2 separate regions of the Zea mays genome follow, and region 2 is linked to region 1. The links are chromatin contacts, called in public Hi-C maps. All regions are on one chromosome and are shown on one strand. The core of a region is the stretch at or near the end of the contact, and the rest is flanking DNA. Distances in the headings are between cores, read along the strand shown. Region 1 holds the start of LOC541983 (polyamine oxidase 1). Region 2 has its middle 85 kb from the start of LOC103641140.

The links. A called contact is a pair of places that touch in the nucleus more often than the background predicts.
Region 2: a contact with region 1 is called in a Hi-C map of leaf, with 4 times the contacts expected there. The contact joins the enhancer-like site here to the promoter of LOC541983 in region 1. A contact is called at or near these places in 5 of 25 Hi-C or Micro-C datasets (bundle sheath, ear, leaf and 1 more) and 1 of 3 datasets of contacts at active chromatin or transcription factors (leaf).

The regions. Positions count from the first base shown.
Region 1 is chr10:63,381,845-63,386,623 of Zm-B73-REFERENCE-NAM-5.0, forward strand. It overlaps LOC541983 (polyamine oxidase 1), which reads right to left and starts at 3,180. Exons shown (of 8, transcript NM_001111636.2): 1 at 2,981-3,180; 2 at 2,611-2,863; 3 at 887-1,033; 4 at 525-783; 5 at 289-432; 6 at 21-170. The coding sequence starts at 3,110. It also overlaps the pseudogene LOC109943074.
Region 2 is chr10:63,520,481-63,525,189 of Zm-B73-REFERENCE-NAM-5.0, forward strand. No RefSeq gene overlaps it. Among protein-coding and RNA genes, the nearest start is that of LOC103641140, 85 kb to the right of the region's middle. Within about 2 kb of position 2,376, at least 9 of the 20 cell types and tissues checked have an H3K27ac peak or open chromatin away from gene starts, as enhancers often do. A contact at or near this core is called in bundle sheath, leaf and tassel, where this site is marked.

The sequences.
Region 1 (4,779 bases), core at 1,930-4,429:
TAGCTAGCTAATTAGTATACCTGCCACACTCCGTAGTAACCTCTCCTGCTGCTGGCGTAGAGGAAGAACTCCCTTCCTTTCCCTTCAGGCCAGAACTTCCTGGGGAACTTGAGGAAGATCTTGGTGTACACGGCCATGTCGAATTGGTAGATCGCCCTAACCTTCCATGTCTGGGGCAGACAAGAGGAAACGACCATATATCAAATTAATATACTATAATTAATATTGAGAAGATATAATCGATCAGCTGATGATAGATCGAGGTGTAGGTAGGAACAACTAACTGACAGGTAGCTTGGGCTTGAACTGAATGAGATCGGATTGCAGGACACCCAGGCTCGCAGAAACCATGACGTAGTCTGCGCTGTACACCGAGTTGTCCTCTGTCTTGACGGTGACGCCACCCGGGGAATACTTGATCTCTCGCACCACCTGTATGTACGTACGTTAATGATGTGTTCTAGCAATCTAGCTAAGCTTAATCAATGCCCATGCATGCATGCATGCATGTAGTATATATATACCTTGTTGAGCTGCAGGCGCGGGTCGACGATCTTTCCAGACTTATCGTCGGTCTTGAGGTACTGGCCGGCGAGGTAGTAGACGACGGCCTCGTAGCCCCGCTGGTCGGCGACGAAGTAGACGTCGTCGCCGAAGTCGCTGAAGGTCGCGAGAGGCACGGTGTTCTGCAGGCTGGTCACGCGCGGCGGCTCCGCGAACTCGTAGTCGAACTTGTAGTAGTCCACCACCATGTCCACCGGCGTCGCCGGCCCGTTCGGCTGGCTGCATGCACATGCCCATTGCATTGCATTGCATTCAGCTGTTGTTGTATGTATGTATGTATGTATGTGTTGAGGAGCTGCAGGTATATATAGGACACACGTACTGTTCGTTGAGGCGCTGCATGGCAAGGATAGACATGTCGTCTCTGCCACTGGCGTGCAAAGTGGCAGAGAGCTTCTCCCCCATCTCTTCCACGCTGTCCGCCAGTTCAATTCTCTTCTGGACGTAATCTTCATCGTAGACGCCACCGCTGCAGTTAATACATACGCATGTCACTTTTTCGACTAGTCAAAAGCTCGATCTCCTAATAAACTAATATCTACGCTCTGTCGTCCCACCAACGCCATGAAATCTATCTCTGCGTATTAAATATGTATTCTTAAATTTATCAGTACATATTGTGTCGACGACAACATAGTCAGCAAAAATTACCCTAATAAGTTTTAAAGAAGCTTGCACCAAAACATCTAACTAGAGGTAGAAATTAAAATAGAAAGAAAAAAACACAAAAGTTTCGGGCCCTATGTGTCAACCACAGGTAAAATATGACACTCGAACATGTGATTGCCATCTTTACCAACCCAAGGTGCAGTGCTCTTACTATATCAAATCTGTATCATAATAGTTATTTTCGCCCCCAAATTATGGATCCAAATTTTATTATTAATGTATGCGTGTGCGTCCTCTTTATAAAAGGGAAGCGAGCTAATAATTGTAGTACTACTATATTATAATAGTTGAGTTGACTTTCGTATTACTCGCTTAATCCTTCGATTCGTTCTAAAATTTTTGACCTTTTATCTGTTTTAGGCCATGTTTGGTTTATTTAGTCTAGAGACTAAAGTTTAGTTAGGGGACTAAAGTTTAGTCCATAACATGTTTGGTTCTAGGGACTAAAATTAGTAAAAATATACTAAATGATTTATAAGAAGACTAAAATGATCTTTAATATTCTCCTGCTATTAGTACAATTGAATTAAATGAGAGGCAATTGTGGAATTAATATGGTTTAGTCTATTTTAGCCACATCTTGAGGGACTAGGGACTAAATCAGTTTAGTCTCTGTTTTAGTCCTACCGTTTGGCAATTTAGGAACTAAATGAGACTAAAATGGAGGGACTAATCTTTAGTCCCTCAAACCAAACGGGGCCTTATTTATAGAGAAATACACGCTATAACTAATATTTGGTAGATCAATTTAGGTCATGTTTGGTTCCTTTAGTCACTAGACTAAACTTTAGTAAAGTATTTCGTTTGGTTTCAGTAACTAAACCGGACTAAAGAGCTTTAATTGCCGTAAAAATGGAGAGGACAAATAAGATAAAAATACTACTTTAGTCCCTTTTAGTCACCCCCTTGGTGTCTAAAGACCTAAGCGCTTGTTTGGGATTAAAGGTAATGAAGTGGATTGAGGGAGTTAGGATCTCTCGCTAATCAATTTTGAATAGTGAGGGATTATAGCCCCCTCAATCCCCTTCATTGCCCTTTATCCCAAACAAGCTCTAGAATTTAGTCACTCCACTTTAGTCACCATGTTTACTTTTTTAGGGACTAAAAGTGACTAAACTTTAGTCACTAACCTTTAGTCACCCTAAACCAAACAAGACCTTAATTAGTTTTTTTTCTAAACTAAGCATGAAATATGTGTTTCGACTGAGCATCTGTTGGAATTTACGTATATTTTCATTCTAAAAAATGGTTAGCGAGAGTTCGGAAATTTTGACTTGTACAAATCAAAATAAACTGTAGCTAGTAAGAAAGGGATATATGGAGTAGCTAATAACGGAGCTCATCAGCTGCCTATAGCTAGTCGATCGACCTACGTACTCCTCCTTGTAGACGTTCTGAGCGAGGTAGTCGAAGTCGGAGCGGAAGTTGCGGAGCTTGAGGGTGGAGTTGACGATGGGCCAGATGGGGTTCATCTTGCCGCCGTTCACGCCCTCCACCCAGTTGGCGCCTAACTCGACGTTGATGCCGGCGAAGTTCGTCTTGTGCATCCGCCCGCCGATGTGGTCCGTCGCTTCCAGAATCAGCAGGTCGGTTATCCCGGCCTCCGACAGCCTCTTCGCCGCCGAGATCCCTGGAAGAAGAGATCCATGTGTTGCATATAACACAGCGCAGATATATATGTATATGATGCGTAACACCAAGGCATAGTCGCATAGACGAACGACGTATATGGGTGCCTTGTTATTACCAGACATGCCGGCGCCGACGACGATGACCCTGGGGCCGACGGTTGCGGCGAGGGAGCCATGTTGTGCTAAGTTCAGTGCTAGGAGTACTGCTGCTAAGGCCAGGAGACCAAAGGACGGGGAGGAACTCATCTATTGGTCGCTCTAACTATTGAGTACTGATGGTTACGCTCTCGTTCTGCACAGCAGTGTGGAGTGCTTGTGTTGCTCCCCAGGCCCCTCCCCCCTCTCACCCCTCATATATATACACACATCTAAAGGCTAATCATCATAACCCATTGTGATGGGATGCATGGTCCCTCACTTACCAAAAGGTCCATCCGGACCAGCTCACCAAGGACTAATCACATCAAAAAAAAAAAAATTAAACGCACAAGGGAACCAACACTACTAAGACCTTGTTCGGCTTGCTAGTATTTAATACACATTAAGATCTAATACACAGCAGGATTGAGTGAATCCATGTCATGTCACATAAACTATATGTGTTTTCGTTACGGCTGGGATTTAATACGTGGCTTATTTTTCACTATTCACTTATACCACATGGATACAAATGTATTAGCTGTGAATTGTTCGTTCATGTTTTTTTTAAATGCAGTCCATATTCGCTTAGCCACTAGTACAGTGAAGTCCATATTTTTTTTGCAAAATGTAGTCCATGTTCGCTTCACTCTAGTATAGTAAAGTTCATGTTTTTTGCAAAATGCAGTCCACATTCAACAAAATGTAGTTCAATGCAGAAGCATGAACAACAGAAGCATGTACAGCTGATCTAGTTCTAGCTGTAACGTATTTCAGTTTAAAGCAGTTTAAAGCATGAACAAAATGCAGTTATCCAATGATCTAGTTCTGAAATAGGTAACTGGCTGTTGGCCAATGGAATGGGGATTTCCAATGTTACAGTAGAGTATCTGCCATTAAAATAAATATGTGTAAGTGTAACATAAACTCCATTGACCATCGGAAACAATAAGTGAAGAGAGATGCAGCTAGTAGCTAGCTCATGGGATCCAAAATACAAATCTCATCAAAAGGAAGCGATTCTGGATTTCTCTGCAGTTCTTGTTGTAATTTCTGCACAAGGAAATCAAGATCATAACCGAGTCAAACAGAATCGTTTTAGAAACAATTCCCTCGTAGTGAACTCCTCTTTCAGATAATAAATGTAAGGTTGTATAATGTCATCGTCAGCATATACAGACAGGATCGACTTCTAGCCTAACCCTGGACTCCCAGCAAGAAGTAGTATGGGAAATAATAAATTAAGTCATGAGGCAGATATGTTCAATTACTTTGATTCAACATGTCATGGCATAAAGAATGAGACATATATGCTCAATTACTTTGATTTCGACATGCCCTGGCATAGAATGAGAGAAGAGGGGAAGGAAGAGAGCATACCAGCTAAGCCATCTCGTTTCTCAACCAAATCAGTGCAGACTCAGCATCATCATCGCAGGCACTCAAGAAAATTTGCCTATTGTCAAGGTCTTTGAAGGCATTGTAGGCTTTTGCTTTTTCCTCCTTTGTAACTTCCATTGTAACTTCAAGGTCTTTGAAGGCATTGTAGGCACTTCTTGATTGAGAAGTCTGCAGCTTGACTCACTTCCTTTTCCTCCCTCTCTTTTGCTAGATGTGTGGCTTCTTCCTCAGCTTGCTTCATTCTCATGTTAATGTATCTTCCCATTATTCCTTCTAGGTTATCGCCCTTTTTATGCCTCTTTGTCCTCGTTTCCTCATTGTTCCCTCTTGCAGCAGTAGTCCTTCTCTGTGGCATCGAATCATGCCTTTCACCGGT
Region 2 (4,709 bases), core at 1,126-3,625, 140 kb after region 1:
ACCGCTCCTTTTGCATTCCATTCTTCTAGGTTAAACTGACTTTCGGGAAAAACAGATACAATCTCGGTGCCGATGTTTTTATGTGTATTAAAAGCAAACACGTCAAAATAAACAAACACAACTCATCCGTTTTATATGGGACTAAGATCTTACATCAGTTGTGTCATAGTCGTCGATAGTTACATCTTCTTGAACAACGCTTTGCCTTGGTGTGTATACCAGGGTTGGTGACTTGTGTCCCGTACCCTTGTGACGGCTGTTGGTTCTCCTCTTGTACTACATGCTCAACTGAACCTATACTTGTGTCTTCTTGTGACTCAACTGATGCAACTTGTTCTAACGCTTCTTCATCTGATGCTGATTCTTCTGTAGTCTCTAGTTGATCAGCTGGTGCAGCTTCTTCTACTACTGTAGGCTGTGGTGTTTGAGCTGAATCTCCAGTCTGCTATGCCACTTGTTCAACTGAGGCAGCTTGTTCTACTGTCATTAGTTGATCTCCTGGTGCAGCCTCGTCTCCTACTGGTGGCTGTGATGTTTCAGCTATATCTCCTGTTGTTGTATGTACAGGCTGTTCTCCTATTGTATCCAGCGGTCGTTGTTGGTATGCTACCGTGTCTACTGCTACATCTTCTGTTGCTACTATTGTCTGAATATACTGTGTCCCTAGGATCCCAAAACTATGTAAAAATATCGTTGTATATATTTACTGAGTAAGATTATGAATTACTGTGTATTGTCACTGTAAAATTGCTGAAATTCTGAGAAAATTACTGAATGTTTGAACGTTAATAATTTATTACTGATATAATAATAAATTAGTATAATAAACAGTGTTTGTATTTTAAAAAATTACTGAACACTAATAAGCACAAATTACCTTTTTACTGTAAATATTGCTGAATGATGATATAATTACCGAACAATAATACATTGTTTATGTTACATAAGTTTATGTTTGTATATTACTGATGACCTTTTTTTTGCATCATAATTACTGAGTGCACTATAGAATATGAATAGCATAAAATACTTATGGATCAATGTCTATACGCGCTACATATTACTGCCAGGTGTGTGATTTACTTACAGGAAAGTTGTCGTTTGTCATTTTGCCTCCGTTGTGTGACTTTTTGTCGACGTCACCGATCCTTTTTATTAAACTTCTGGTAAACACGCTCCACCGAGGTGTTCCACTGGGCAACACAAATTCACAATCCAGATTGTCTAGATAATACACCTATATAGAAAAGAAATGTAAAAGAACTTCTTACTGTTTTAAAAAAACATGTTCGAGCCCCAGCCTCTACATATTACGCGGGTAAGGCTTGGCGCTTAAAGATACCCTTCCCCAGACCCTGCACAGTGCGGGAAGCCTACGGCACTGGGTATGCCCTTTTATCAAAAATAACGTTTGGAATATAAAAAATGTATAACTACAAATGCAAACTTCTTACCATAAAAAAAAAGTATGTGTCCTTGTATTGTGGGTTTGGGCAATTTTTTGGAACGTTTTGTCCTCAATTTGACTGCCTTTACCTTCAGATAATCACAAATGCCCTGACACCAGTCATATCCATTTGCTGTCTCCAAATCTTCGATAGAGGCGTAATCACTCCCAGATATATTCATGCTAGCCGATGGAAACAGAAGAGAATTGCTTGCAAGAACAAAAAAACAGTAAATAATCCAATCATCATATTGTGTGTTCTGTTAGCGTTGGTCATTCTTTCGACAACCAAGCGAGAGACCTTATTTGAATTAAGCTTCTTATGTGTAGGCATGCCCTTTGTGCGATCATCTCTGAATATCTTAACCATGCCATTTTCCTTGTAGAGTCATTTATGAATGGGATATTAAAAAATTACTGAACTTGTGACAAAATTTTACAAAAAAAAACGATTTAAATAAATTTACTAACATAAAACTGTATCTTGTTGTGCTCATCGATTGATAGTCCAGCTCTTGCTATTGGTAGAGAGCGGCTACCAAATTCAATGCGGAGAGGGTCATCGTAAACACTAGACAACAAAAAAGCCCCCAAATGCCTGTCTTCTCTCAATATTCTTTTTCAGTAAACTGTCAAAACCTAAATTTGTTATCCTTTGTTTCAACCTATCTGACATCATAAGTGATGCATTGTTCACATCAGCCGGAGAACGTCTCATTGTAATGTTGCATCCATGCATATCCTTCTCCCAGCCACATGATAAAATAATATATATATATATAAAAACAATGTATGTATTGATACACCTGAAACATACAAAAAAGGGAACATGTTTACCTCGTGTTTTCTGCGAGCAACCTTTACCTCCTTCTCAACTGCTCGTCGCTTCGTCGAATTTTGACCTTTCGATGATTCACATGTTGTGGACCTCCGAACCGGCAGTGGTGGGAACACAACATTTGAGTCATCTCTGCTTGAAACAGCTGATGCAGGGATTTTCCCACCCCTGTTGGTCCCACTGGTACATCAGCCACGGGATTGTTTTCGTCGTTGCGTGGAGTGTCTGGATTCGTGTGCTCCGATGATATAGACATTGTGTGCAACAATAAAAGATAAAAACATCTCATAAAAAAGTGTTTTGTAGTAATATATATATTACTGACTATTCAAAGGTATTACTGATTACTATATATATTACTGATACTATTAACACAATTATTACTGATACATGATTATTACCGAAAAAATACCTTGTTGTCCTATGCAGTTATTATGGTGCGAACAAAAAAAACTGATATTACTACTAGACCTATGCAGTTGTTACTAAGTAACATGTTTTTTGCTGATCACGGTAATTATTGATGTACCTTCCCCGAACACATACTAGCACACTAACATATGATAGAATTACTGACTATTCATAAGTATTACTGGTTACTATACATGTTACTGGTACTATTAACACAATTATTACTGATTCGTGGTTATTACGAAAAATACCTTGTTGTCCTATGCAGTTATTATGGTGCGAACAAAAATACTGATATTATTATTAGACCTATACAGTTGTTACTGACTACCATTTTTATGTTCATAAAGGTAATCATTGTTGTACCTCTCGAACACATACTAACGCTGACATATGATAGAATTACTAACTATTCATAAGTATTACTGACTGACACTATTAACACAATCATTACTAATTCAAGGTTGTTACCCGAAAAAATAACCTTGCTGTCCTATGTAGTTATTCCGAATTTTTTGCATTTTAGCCCTTTATCAGGAATAAAATCACGTTTAGATCTAAAAAAGTTTTAATCTCAATTTTTAACCCTTAGCTCGGCGCCATAGCCTATGGCGCCGAGGTAACACAGCTCGGCGCCATAGGCTATGGCGCCGAGCGCTGGCGTGGCCATGGCGGCCAGGGCTGACGTGGTAGCCCGCGTGGCACCTAGCTCAGCGCCACAGATCTTGGCGCCGAGCTATGATTTAACCGCGCGGTCCGTTTCTTTTTCGCGTTCTCTTCTCTGTTCCTTCGCCGTGTTTCTTTACAATAGAGCGTCGCCGCCGTCGCCGCTAGCCGCCCCGCCGCCGCGCGCCACCACCGTGCGCCAGAAGCTTCCTCCACGCGCCAGTAGGTAATTGTTTTCATTGTTGTTATTTACTTAGTTAGTAAATTGTTAGTGTTTAGCATATTGTTAGCTATTGTTAGTGTTTAGTAAATAGTTAGTTATTCACTTGTTTAGCATATTGTTAGTATATTGTTAGTGTTTAGTAAATAGTTAGCTATTCACTTGTTTAGCATATTGTTAGTATATTGTTAGTGTTTAGTAAATAGTTAGCTATTCACTTGTTTAGCATATTGTTAGTGTTTAGCATATTGTTAGTGATTATATAGTTAGTAATTTGGTAGCATATTGTTAATGGAGGAAATTGAGTGATTATAAAGGGTTTAGCATATACTTGTAGCATTTTGTTTAGCGCATTGATATTACATGTTCAGCATATTGTTTATTATGTAGATATTGTACAGTTTTCTGTGTTGGCAACCATCGTGTTGTCGTTTATTTGCAGGTTTTAGAAACATCACTTTACAGGGGAGGTGCTGTCAAATTTTTTATTGACAATAGTATTTTTTGCACATAGGTGTTCTTCCGACTTGACCTTCTCCACCGTTAGCTGGACTCGTACGCGATCTCAGGTATACATTGTTTTTGTACATTATTCATAGATTATGTAATTTCGTTTGATGTGGTCATTTAATATTTACTATATAGTTATTAGTTAATAAGTAGTTACTATTTATTTATTACTTAGTAAGTTTTTAGGCTTAAGTACCTAGCCATTATTGAGTTAGTAATCCATTTTTGCAATAGATGGACACCCTAGTGACACTATACCATGGAGGAAGCGTGGGGATAGATGCTTATGGGAATGTTAGTTTTGATGGTATGAAGATCGTGACCATGTTGTTCGATGAAAGACCATCTTTTGACAAGATTTTCGCTCGAGCTTGTGAGGAGATTAGTTGCAACATAAACGACCCTAGAATATCAATTCAGAGTTTGTTGTCCCATATTACATATGGAACAGTTGTCCGACGGTTGATCTCCATTGCCTCAGAAGATGATTGGGTGAGATATGTAAGAATTGTGAAGACGATGCTTCCACCATATTTGGATGTGGTTGTTCAAAAGTTATCTGTTAGTCATCGTGATGCTCCAGTCGGGTTGTCTCCACAAATGCCAAATGCATCTCA